2 separate regions of the Mus musculus genome follow, and region 1 is linked to region 2. A link is a contact called in public HiChIP or PLAC-seq data. All regions are on one chromosome and are shown on one strand. Each heading gives the region's core, a stretch centred on a gene start, on an enhancer-like site or on the middle of the called end of the contact. The rest is flanking DNA. Distances are from core to core; before and after follow the strand shown.

Region 1 (6,010 bases), core at 2,952-5,451, 95 kb before region 2:
GTACGCTCCCAGCCTGGTCTACAGAGTGAGTTCCAGAACAGCCAGGGCTACACAGAGAAACCCTGTCTCAAAAACAAACAAACAAACAAAAAAATCTACCTGTCTCTGCTGGGATAAAAGGCGTGTGCCACCACCACCACCACTAGCAGCAGCAGCAGCAGCAGCAGCAGGAGGAGGAGGAGGAGGAGGAGGAAGAGGAGGCTTCCGTTCTTTTTATCTAGTCCTCTTGAGAAATAAGTGTGTGAATCAAGTTAACCTAAGTCACTGACTTTCTCGTGGATGGAACCTCACACTCAGCTCTAGCATTGCAGTGGCTTCCCCGAGATAACAGGGAGAACAGACCCAGGGCAGCTCCTTTTTATACTCAGTGCTGAGGTTAAAGGGTGCAGCTTGAAAACGGCTGTATGACTTCCTGTCCTGAAGCACCAGTTTTTATTTCTGCTCTGGGTGAACTACAACTTTAATTTAGTAATGTGTTACTATAAAAGTAAACAAAAGAGGGCTTATAAATGGGAGGTCAACTTGAGGGGAGGAGCTTATTTTGTTCTGTGGTGCTGGAGACTGAACATGGGGCTCATGTGTGCATACTAGGCAAGTATTTTGTGAATGATGTACGCTCCCATGCCAAAGTTTGTATTAAGTTAAACTGTGAAAATTATTTTGTAGAATGGTCTTAACTTTTTCAGATCCTTAGTTAATTTCTCTGATTCTCTGCTGTAGCTGCAGTGTGGACAGTGTAAAGTCATTTTCTGACTGGACTAGTCGCTCCCTTTCTCAGATGCCTTCTTGTTTCCCATGGATCACCTTGTCTTGGAATTTTGGAACTTGTTGAGCTTAATTGCTGCCTGTGAAGTATTGTATCTCGAGTCATTTCAGCACTGGTTATGTCAAGCCAGAGAGCCAGTTCAAAATTAGCACTGTAATTTATTTTATTTTATTTTATTTGTTTGTTGGTTTATTTATTTATTTAGGTTTTTCGAGGCAGGGTTTCTCTGTATCGCCCTGGCTGTCACTGGAACTCACTCTGTAGACCAGGCTGGCCTCGAACTCAGAAATCCGCCTGCCTCTGCCTCCCAAGTGCTAGGATTAAAGGTGTGCACCACCACTGCCTGGCAGCATTGCAATTTTAAAATGTAATAAAAAAATTGCCATATATTTAGTCTCTGAATTGCTAACCCAGCAGACATGAAGCTGTATAAGTGTGACAGTTTGGAAAAAATACTCAAACTAATTTCCTTAAATCTTTAAATATATTTTGTATACTGTAATAAGAAATCTTCATTTTCCAAAAATTTACTGATAATATGGTTGTCCTAAACAACAACAAACAAAAACAAACAAACAAACCCAAAACTACTCATCCTATGGCTATGTTTCAGAAATAAGAGTTTGCTAGTGTTGCTAGGAAGAGCATAAGCCATTGTGCTACTGAGCTGAAACTTCTCAGAGTGGGAGCACTTCGCTGAGGGCCGAGTAAAGCCTTCTTTCTCTCTTATTGTTCACAAATGGTGAATGTATCATGCTTTTTGTTGTGGTTGGAGACAGGACTTGCTGTGCTGATGAAGCCTCGAGCTTGCAGTGTTCCTCATGTGTCACTGGGTTTTATTCCACTGCTTTTCAACATCCTCAACGCTAAGCTAATTTATCCTGCAGTAGCCTCTAAATAGGTTGATAACTACTTTAGTGTCATCAAAATCTATTTTGACTATGCAGTCCAATACATAAGACACAGTTGAGAAGTTCAGAGCCAGAGGTATAGCATAGAGGGGCTTGCATTGGGTGTCCCCAGCCCAGGTTCTATCCTGAAAGTGTATGAAGTAAAAAAGATAAGACTTCTCTTGCCTGAGAATTTTAATTTTACTTCCTGATGAATTTTGTGACTTTCATTTAATGATGAACATGTGTATTTTTTAATTAACTAAACCTAGTGTTTAGTTTTTTATGATATTTATGCTTATTTTCTAGGAATTGCCCAACTCTGTCTTTCTGGTGATGGAGGTAGGTATTCTACCAGTATTGAGAATAAGTATTAATAAAGTTGATTGAATGATTTAGATTCTACTTCTTCATAAAGAAAAAAAATGTAAGTGTTTTAACTAGACAATTAAAATACTTTAAAATTAGATTATATTTTATAAACAATTTTAACAATTGATTAAATTCATTTTGAGTTAATGCTCTCATTTTAATTACTTTTTCTTTTTTAAAGTTAAATTACATTTTATTGGCTGGGCATGATGGCGCATGCTTATAATCCCACCAGAGGCAGAGATAAGTAGATCTCTGTGAGTTTGAGGCTAGCCTGGTCTATATAGCAGGAGTTCTAGGACAGCTAGGGCTGTATAGTAGAAACCTTGTCACAAAAATAAATAAAAAGAATACAGTACATCTTATTTACTTATTATATGTGTGTGGGAGGGATGGGCACTGACTTGGACTTTCTTTAGTTGACTTGGTTTTGGTTTAGGCTTTTTTTTTTTTTTTTAAATTTATTTATTTATTATATGTAAGTACACTGTAGCTGTCTTCAGACCCGCCAGAAGAGGGCATCAGATCTCATTACGGGTGGTTGTGAGCCACCATGTGGTTGCTGGGATTTAAACTCTGGACCTTCAAAAGAGCAGTCAATGCTCTTACCTGTTGAGCCATCTTGCCAGCCCTGGTTTAGGCTTTTCGAGACAAGGTTTCTCTGTGTAGGCCTGGCTGTCTTTGAATTCACAGAGATCTGCCTGTCTCTGACTCCTGAGTGCTGGGATTAAAGGCGTGCATCCCAACAGCCAGACTCCGAGGAAGGCTTCGAGGCTTTGGTTCTCTCCATCTCCATCCATTGAGTGGATTCTGGGGATCTAGCTCTGGTCACATGTGGCACCCTTACCTGCTAGCTCACTTTGAAGACACTCCTTTGTTTGTAAATATAAAATGTTTTTGTTGTTGTTTCTTTCTTTGAGACAGGTCTCACTGTGTATCTTAGCTGTCCTGGAACTCAGTTTGTAGTCCAGGCTGTCCTTGAACTCACAAAGATCTGCTTACCTCTGCCTCTTAAAGAAGTATACCCCCTTATCAGTCTATTAAATACTTGATTTTAATCACAATAACAGTATCTTTTGAAGTTAATTACCTTTTTTTTTTTTTTTTTTTTTTACTTATCAGTATTGCAATGGTGGAGACCTGGCAGATTATTTGCAAGGTAATTCTATTGCTACACTTCCTTATTTGTGCAGGTTTGTGTGTGTGTGTGTGTGTGTGTGTGTGTACAGGGACACCATGGCACACATGTGGTTAGAGGAAAATTTGTGGGAGTACACTGTCCTTTTCCACCATGTGGGTCTCAGAATGGAAGTCAAGTTGTCAGGTTTGGTGGCAAACACTTTTACCCACTGAACCATCTCACTAACCCCGCAAGGTAAATTTATGTGTATTTATCAATGCTCAGTAAGTGGAGTATGCTTAATTCTGAGAGGCATTTCTGAAATGCTGCCTCTGTGTCCCAAACTTGTGTAGAAACATTCAATACAAACTGTGTATAACGTGTAGTTATTTTGCTGACCAGCTGGTTTTAATTTTCTAAGCTCACATAAGTATCAACCTTGTTCTCTGACAGTGAGGAAGAGGTTTAAAGGAGGGACTTCCCCAGGAGGGAAGAAATTAAATAAGAATTCATTTTCTTCAATTTATTTCCTGTCTTATCATCACTGAGCCATTAGTTCCTTTCATTTCTTTAAAAATCAAAGCTGGTTGGTGGTGGCAGTGGGAGCAGGCCTTTAATCCCAGCACTTGAGGCAGAGGCAGGCATGTCTACAGAGCGAGGTCAGCATGGCCAGGACAACACAGAGAAACCCAGTCTCAAACAGCAACAACAAAAACAACAACCCCCCCAAAAAAACCAAACAAACCAAAACCCATGAAGTAGAAGGGGAAGTTGGAAGAAGAAGGAAGTGGGAAGGGAATAAGGGGTGATATGGTCTAAATCATTATGCATGTATACAATGTTATATCAGAAAATAAGACTATAGAGCAGCAGGTCTCAACCTGTGGGGTGAGACCCCTTTGGGGGTCTGTCTTAGGGTTTCTGTTGCTTCAGTGAAAGACTAAGATCAAAATGCAAGTTGGAAAGGAAAATATTTATTCAGCTTACACTTCCACATAGCCGTTCATCACCAAAGGAAGTCAGGACAGGGACTCAAATCAGGGGAGGAACCTGGATAGGAGGTGATGCAGAGGCCATGGAGGTGGCTACTTCCTGGCTTGCTCAGCCAGCTTTTTTATAGAACCCAGAACCATCAGCCCAGGGATGGCACTGAGATGCCAAATCGTTTAAGTTTTAACTCAGGTAAACTAACAGGCTTGTACTAACACTAGTTTCCAAGTTGCACCCCCCCCCCCCCCCCGCCAAACAAGACTAGTGTCTCCAGGTTTTTCCCCCAACAAACCTACACAAGCCCACCCTCCTGCCTAATGACCACCAATGCAGAGGAGAACAGAGATTAAGTTTATAATATGACTCGTAGCACCAGCCAATTATGTTAAAGGCCACAGTACTTTCCAATTAGATGCTTGCACATGTGTTCCCTGCTTGCTGCTTTCTATAAAGCCTTGCCCGATTGACATTCAGGGATCCTCTCTCCACCAAAACGTCCTGTGTGATGGAGGTGCCTGTGTGATGGAGGTGCACTGGGGGACGGGGAGCGAGCTAGCTCGAATAGAATAAAGACCGTGCTGTGAGTTGCATCAGATTGTCTCTTGTGTGTGTTTTTTGGGGAATCACTAACATTTCCCTGGCACAGCAGCACTACCTACAGTGGGCTGGGTCCTTCCCCATTGATCACTAATTGAGAAAATGCCTTATAGCTGGATCTCATGGAGGCATTTCCTCACCTGAGGCTTTTTCCTTTCTGATGGCTTTAGCTTCTGTCAAGTTGATGTAAAAAACCAGCCAATACAGTGTCACATATCAGATATTTACATTACTATTCATAACAGTAGCAAAATTACAGCTATGAAGTAGCAACTAAATAATTTTATGGTTGGGGGGGATCACCACAACATGGGGAACTGTATTAAAGTGAGGAACATTTCACAACATTGGAAAGGTAGAGAACAGAACCACTGCTCTAGACACTGATTTGACTTACCCACTAACGTATAGTAACATACATCTTAGTGCTTATAAGAAAGTAGATCTGACGGGGCTGGAGAGATGGCTCAGAGGTTAAGAGCACTAACTGCTCTTCTGAAGGTCCTGAGTTCAATTCCCAGCAACCACATGGTGGCTCACAACCATCTGTAATGAGATCTGACGCCCTCTTCTGGAGTGTCTGAAGACAACTACAGTGTACTTACATATATAATAAATAAAATCTTTAAAAAAAAAAGAAAGTAGAACTGAAAGAATGCATTCCAGATTTATTTATTTAATCTGGATAATAATAATATTTATTTTTATCATCATTATTTTGTATGACTGGGTTATTTTGCCTGCATATGTTTGTTCATGTGCATGAAGTGCCTCCAGAGGCTAGAATAGGGTGTTGCATCCCCTGGGACACCAGTTAGAGGTTGTTGTGATCCACCAAGTAAGACCTAGGAATCAAACCTGAGTACCCTTACTATGGAGCCATCTTTCCAGACATCACCAGATTTCTGTTGTTTTGTTTTTGTCTTGGCTGACCTGGAACTCACTATGTAGACCAGGCTAGCCTTGAAATACAGAGATCCACCCACCTCTGCTTCCGGAGTGCTGGGATCAGTTTTTGTTTGTTTTGTTTCATGTATTGTAGGCTATCTCTGAACCTACTATTAAATGAGACTGGGCTTGAACTCCTGAACCTCCTGCTTCTGTTTCCCAATTGCTAAGATTGTAGGTATCTGCAACTGGCTAAAGATTTCAAATTCACGTTGGTTTTGAGACATAGTATCATTGTATATCTATACTAGGATGGCCTTGAAGTCACAGAGATCTACCTGTCTCTACCTCTGCTGCCTCCTGAGTTTTGGAATCAAAGGCATGTGA
Region 2 (6,694 bases), core at 2,690-5,189:
GCTTTACTTCTGCTTCCTGTTTCTCAGTACCTCTTTCCTTTTCCCTGGTACCGTTTCTAGTCTCACAGCCCATACCTCCATATTAATACATGCAAGTATTAAAGGGTAGGATCCACATATGAAAGAAGACGTGCATATTTGTCTTTCTGAGCCTAAATTATTGTTCAATATAATTTTAAGATTAATTTTTTTACAAACGTAATTTTTCTTTATAGCTGGATAAAATTCCATTGTGTACATGTGCTACAATATCATTATCTGTTCATCTGTTGATGGACATCAGGTTGATTCCGTTTTCTTGTGTTTGTGAGTACAGCAGCAGTATATGTGGATATGCAAGTGTTTGTGTGGCAGAGCGTAGAGACCTCTTCATGTCTGCCAAGCAGTGGTTCAACTGGGATAGGTGGTAGTTCTTTTTTTATTGTATATCTCTATTTTGGCTGAATTATTTCTGTGTACCACATGTTTGTAGTACCCTCAGGCCAGAAGAGGGCATTAGATCCTCTGGAACTAGAGTTCCAGCTGTCAGTTGCCCGATGGGTGCTGGAACTGAGCCCAAGTCCTGTGGAGGAGCAACTATTGCCTTTAACCCCTAAGTCCCTTCAGCCCCTGGTAGCTCTCTCTCTCTTTAATTTTGTGAGAAGCCTGCACATTGATTTTCATGGTGACTACATAAGTTTATACCTCACTAGCAACAGTGTTTCTCTTTAGCCGTGTCTTTGACAGCAATTCTTGTTATTTGTTTTCTTGGTGGTTGCTGTTCTAGCTAGGGGGAGGTGAAATCTCAAAGGCTGGCAGTCTTCTGTTTGTTTACTTTTTCTAAGACAGGGTCTCACTAAGTGACCATGTCAGCCTTAAACAGCAGTTGAAAAGCTTAAAGGAATGCATCTCACCACATTCGGCTCAAAGTAGTTTTAATGTTTCCCTGATGGCTCAAGATGTCAAACACACGGGTATAGTTGTTGCTCATTTGTATGACTTCTTTTGAGAACTGTCTGTTCAGTCTGCTCACCTGTGGAATGCTTGGCAATTTGAGGGTCTTGTTTTCTGGGGGGGTTGGTTTTTTTGTTTTTTTGTTTTTTTCATTTTTCTGCTGTTTAATTTGTGCATTTCTTTATATTCTAAATAACACCTTCCCTATCTAACATGTAGCTAGCAAAGGTTTTCTCCTGTTCTGTAGGCTGGATGTTCATTCCACAGCCTAAGAATTTTATATGTGTTTGTACATACTTTAACAGATGTCTGTGTTGTGTGTGCTTGTATGTGAGTGTACATGATTAAGGGAGGCATACATCACAGAAGTTTGTGCAGACAAAGGACTGAAACTTCCCCAGGTCACCACTTCTTACAGATACTCACTATAGAAAATACATTTCCAAAGTAGCTTTAAAAAGAAGGCAGAAACAAAACACGGCTTTAAAAAATATAAACCCTAGCAACTTCAGTCCTGGGGAACCATAGTAGTTATTTATGTTATTGATGTGACAGAACACCTGACAAACACACCTGGAGGGAGAGAACGTTTATTCTGACTCCCAGTTTGAGGTACAATCCATCACGTAGAAGGTAAGGTAGCTGGGCCTTCCATACTGCACTTTCAGTCAGGAAGGGAGGAAGGACAGATACTGGGCTCAGCTAGTTTCCTCCTTATTCACACAGACATCAGCCCAGGTGTGATGTCACCCAATGAATCATCTTTTTTTTTTTTTTTTTTTTTTGGTTTTTCGAGACAAGGATTTCTCTGTATAGCTCTGACGTCCTGGAACTCACTTTGTAGACCAGGCTGGCCTCGAACTCAGAAGTCCGCCTGCCTCTGCCTCCGCCTCCCGAGTGCTGGGGTTAAAGGCGTGCACCACCACGCCCGGCCCAATGAATCTTCTTGCTTCAGTGTAATCAAAATAACCCTCATAGTCATGCCAGACACTGATCACTCACATGTGTCTCCCAGACTCACCTCTAGGTGACTGTAAATCCTATCTAGTTGACTTATTAACCACTGAACCCCTTTGAAACACTAACAAGCTTTGACAGAGGAAACAGGCTAGCTCACTGAGTCTTCTGGACGCTTTCTCCTTTCTCTTATAGGCTTGGATGGACCACACAGGTTCAGCTCCTTACTCTTTTGGACAACACTACTTCTAAAATGTTCTCGTACCTTTTTCTGTTAATCATTTCAGATGTCACAGTGTGGGTGAAGAGGTCTTGGTATCTTATGTTGGGTTTTGTCATCCCTGCTAAGGAAAATTGTAGGAGAGACAATCAGCTGTAAAAACACTTGTAGAAATATTTCTTTGTTAAGATTTTCTGCTGTTTCTGTACTTTAAGGGCTTGTTGTTGATTTGCTTATTCGTTTGTTTGTTTTTTTCAAGACAGGGTTTCTCTGTGTAGCCCTGGCTCTCCTGGAATTCACTCTGTAGATCAGGCTGGCCTCTAACTCAGAGATTCACCTGCCTCTGTCTTCCTGAGTACTGGGATTAAAGGCGTGTGCCACCACTACCTGGCCAAAGGTCTTATTTTTATTTATGTGTATGTGTGTGTGCATGGGTATGTGCACATGTATGTTGGTTTCTAGAGGACAAAAGAGGGTCTTGGCCTTTGGAACTGGAATTACAGGTGGTTGTAAGCCTCCTAACATGTAACCAGACTTAATCCTCTGCAAGTTATTTGCTGAGCTATCTTTCTGCCCCTACTTCTGATCTTCAAATGGAAGTGAAAATCATACGTCTAATATTACCAAAATTATAAGCAGAGGTGCCAGGTTTTCATGATAGGACAGTATGTGCTTGGTCATTGTTATCTAGGTGTCTTAGAGTCCTGTGGTACCGTGACATGTTTAACTTGCTTATGTTTGAAGGTCTGACTCATCTCATCACTATGGATTTACACCAGAAGGAAATCCAGGGCTTCTTCAATATTCCAGTGGATAATTTAAGAGCCTCCCCATTCCTGTTACAATATATTCAAGAAGAGGTAAGCTAGCTCTAACTTTTTATGTTAATATTCTGGGATGATATAGTTTCTGTTTCTTTTAGTTTTTCCTAAAAGGCCAAAACTTTATGTATTCTGTTATACTTCATAAGTACAAGTCTCTAAAATTTCGTATCTGTAGGTTTTTTTTCACTCAGCTCTTTTTTCCCCAAATTTTGCTTATGTGTGTAGTTGTTTTGTTTGCATGTAGGTATGTGCACCATGTGTGTGCCTGGTGCCCTTAGAGGCCAGACGTGTACATCAGTTCCCCTAGAAATGGAGTTGTGAGCCCCTCCAGGTGGTGCTGGGAATTGCATCCATGTCCCTGGAAGGATGCTAGTTGCTGAGCCCTTGCCTCTTCACCTCTCTCCTTATATTTATTGCCTTATATGAGTTCCTCATCGCTGACTTTTTCATCCATTTTGCTGGCCTTTCCCCCTGGTGTCTCATTTCATCAGCCCTCTTTTGTTAATTTCTGAAGGAAGACTGTCTCTGTAAAATAAGATCTGTTTTTACTTAAGCTGACCCTTTGTTGGACCATGCAGAGGCAGATTCTATTCCATGATCTTACTCAAAAGTTTCCAGAATTTGTTAGTTTTATGAGTATTTGTGGTCTGCTGATTTAGAAGTCTTTTGCATGTTTGGTTTGTGCCACACTTTGGTGTTTTGCTTTTAGGAGCTGTTGTTAGCACATGGAGTGTTTCTCTGTAGTAACTTTTCCAGAGAGCGTCATTTCTTGGTGGTGTATTTAAGGGCAGCACTTTCTACATTTCTAAAGCGTGTTTCCTGGTTGACAGTCCAGGCCTTCCTCATAGGCCTGGTCTTTGGTTCTTTGTCTGCGGTGGTTCTGTCTGGTTGGCTGTCATCTTTCTTTGGCAGGGTTTGGCAGGCATGACATTAGCTGCTTTTCTTGTTGAGCACTAGTACAGAAGGGTCTGACAAAAGCAGCTGACAGGAAGGGTCTCTGCTGACCAGCAGGGTCAGAGCGCTGTCAGAGTGGGGAAGGCAGGCTTGACTGCAGCATGAGGCAGCTGCTTACACAGCACCCAGTCAGGAAGCCCAGATGTGAGTGCTGCTGCCCAGCCGTCTTCTCCTCTTCCCTCCTTAGGCAAACCTTTCTGAAAACACTCTTGGAGATAAGACACAAAGGTCTGATGGTTCTAAATCCACTTAGTCTAAATCCACTTAGGTTTACAGTCAAGATAGCCAGGACAACCATCCATAGTGAAGTGATTTAGAAGTATATTTGAAAAGAAAGATGTATAGAAGCTGAGCAGTGATGGCGCACACCTTTAATTCTAGCACTTGGGAAGCAGAGGCAGGTGGGTTTTTGAGTTCGAGGCCAGCCTGGTCTACAGAGTGAGTTCTAGGACAGCCAGGGCTACACAGAGAAACCCTGACTTGGAAAAAACAAAAGGGGGTGGGGGGGGGGAGGAAGAAAAGAAAAAAAAGGTGTATAGAATATCTGCATGTTTTATAAGACACATTAAAACCAGTAATTAAAAATAATATGCTGGGCTGTGATGATGCATATCTTTTATCCCAGCACTTGGGAGACAGAAGCAGGTTGACATCTGTGATTTTGAGGACAGCCTGGTATACAGAGCAAGTTCTAGGACAGCCAAGGCTACACAGAGAAACCTTGTTGCAAAACAAACAAACAAACAAGAAAACAAAACTATAGAAGATAGATAGATTGATAGATATTCATTCAATTTTTATTTACTGATTTATTTTGAGATGACCTTCTGTTTGTTACCCAGGCTGAACTCTGGGAATCAAGTAATCCTCCTGCCTCAACCTCCTGAGTGTTCACATTGTACCTGGCTGTAACTTCTTATTTTTGTGAGATTGGCACTTACTGTGCAGGCCAGTTTGGAGTTACTGCACTTGGCTCTTGTCTTGGTCTAAGCACTTGGCTCCTTGCATAATGGTGTCCTGGGCAAATTGGCTCTCTCCTCCCAGACTTCTCAGGAGCTCATTTCTCCTGTTGACCAGCGACTGAGCTGCTTGTTTGGACTGATAGCTTCCTCCTAGTTATGTGGTTCTTTCACATCAAACCTTGATCTGTTTATAAGATTTCCTGTTTTATCCTCTGAAGACACAATGAGCCTGTTTTTACTAGAGTCCTTTGGTTTTATTAAGGGCTTTGTTGGCTGCTATGCTGTCTCTTGGCAGGGTGTGATGTTATTTGATGAGGCAAAGAAAGAAGTGCATGAAATAGTTCAGAAAAACTTCTGGCTAAAACAAGGTGCCTAAATGATTTCGTGTTTTCTCTCTCTCCTCTCTCTCTTCTCTCTCTTCTCTCTCTTTTGCCTGAGAACACTGGGCAGGTGTGTCTTTTCTCTACCTGAAAGTCCAATCAGCATATCTGTGTGTGTAATTTTTATTTGTTTGTTTGGTTTTCCGAGACAGGGTTTCTCTGTATAGCCCTGGCTGTCCTGGAACTCACTCTGTAGACCAGGCTGGCCTTGAACTCAGGAATTCACCTGCTTCTGCCTCCCAAGTGCTGGGATTAATGGTGTGTGCCACCACGCCCAGCTGTGTGTAATTTTTTAAAATTCACCTTACATCCCAATCAGCCCGCCCTGCTCTCTTCCCAGTCTTCCCATTACAAATCCCACCTGACATTACTCCCTCCCCTTCTACTTAGAGAGAGAAGGGATGGTGATCATTTTGTTCCTTTACTGAGCACTTGTTACCCAGCGGGCCTTTGGATGCTTACAACCACTGTGTTAAGATTCAGTGTTGGGACTAGAGAGAGTTCACAGGTAAGAGCACTGCATCGTCTTCCCAGCATCCACAGGGTGGCTCACAACAGTCTGTAACTCCAGTTCTGGGGACCTGGTGCCTTCTGACCTCTGCAGTACCAGGCATAAGCTGGTACATAGACATACATGTAGGAAAAACACAGCTGTCACTTTGTTTGTTTAAAGGGCTCTTAAGCCCTTTTATTAAGAGCAGTAAGCTAACTTTCCTTTCACAAATGGCTTTCCTCAGCATGGAGTAACTGCAGTGTATTTGTCACATGTTTGAACCACAGAATTTTAGAATATGACATTAACTTGGATTCAGACTCAATGGATATCTTTCTATTGTGAAATTACATTTGATGTGGGATTCATGAAAAGTCTTTATTTATTGAAACAAAGTCACACTAGCCTCCTAGACAATTGGGATTACAAGGCATACACATCACACCTGGTTTGCTTCTGTTAATTTTTTTGTTCCTTGCTTTTTGAGGTCTCTCACTGAACATGGAGTTCATTGATTCGCTAGATTGCCTGGCCAGTGTGCTTTAGGGATCTGCCTGACTCTACCTTTTATAATCACCCCCCACCCCCACCCCCACCCCCACCCCCCAGCGCCACTCCCAGTGTTGGGGTTACAAACACAGGCTGCCATACTCAGCTTTTATGTGGGTGAGGGGTGAGCATGCTCAGCTCATCACACTTCTCCAGCCATCAGCTTAGTGACTGAGCCACATCTCCATTCTCTCTGCTAACTTTTTAGAAGAGCACTTGTTCTACATTACTGGGTTTTTCTATATAGGTAAAAATATTCATGTTGAGAACATTTTCATCTTTATTTTCCAAAGGAAGATTTTGCTTTGAACTTTTTTTACAAGATTGATTGATTGATTGATTGATTGATTGATTTATATAAGTACACTGTCACTGTCTTCAGACATACCAGAAGAGGGCATCAGATCCCATTACAGATGGTT

The links. HiChIP or PLAC-seq counts read pairs in DNA pulled down with a chosen protein or histone mark.
Region 1: a contact with region 2 is called in an H3K27ac HiChIP or PLAC-seq map of microglia, with 2.7 times the contacts expected there. The contact joins two enhancer-like sites. A contact is called at or near these places in 1 of 15 datasets of contacts at CTCF or cohesin (pro-B cells), 9 of 484 Hi-C or Micro-C datasets (the HL-1 cell line, embryonic stem cells, reprogramming fibroblasts and 1 more), 2 of 115 datasets of contacts at active chromatin or transcription factors (embryonic stem cells and microglia) and 2 of 9 other capture datasets (adipose tissue and pancreatic islet).

The regions. Positions count from the first base shown.
Region 1 is chr11:61,837,287-61,843,296 of GRCm38.p6, reverse strand. It overlaps Ulk2 (unc-51 like kinase 2), which reads left to right. Exons shown (of 27, transcript NM_013881.4): 4 at 1,966-1,998; 5 at 3,151-3,187. Among named protein-coding and RNA genes, the nearest start is that of Ulk2, 15 kb to the left of the region's middle. Within about 2 kb of position 4,201, at least 16 of the 459 cell types and tissues checked have an H3K27ac peak or open chromatin away from gene starts, as enhancers often do. A contact at or near this core is called in microglia, where this site is marked.
Region 2 is chr11:61,741,221-61,747,914 of GRCm38.p6, reverse strand. It overlaps Prpsap2 (phosphoribosyl pyrophosphate synthetase-associated protein 2), which reads left to right. Exons shown (of 12, transcript NM_144806.2): 7 at 2,855-2,970. Among named protein-coding and RNA genes, the nearest start is that of Prpsap2, 18 kb to the left of the region's middle. Within about 2 kb of position 3,939, at least 11 of the 459 cell types and tissues checked have an H3K27ac peak or open chromatin away from gene starts, as enhancers often do. A contact at or near this core is called in microglia, where this site is marked.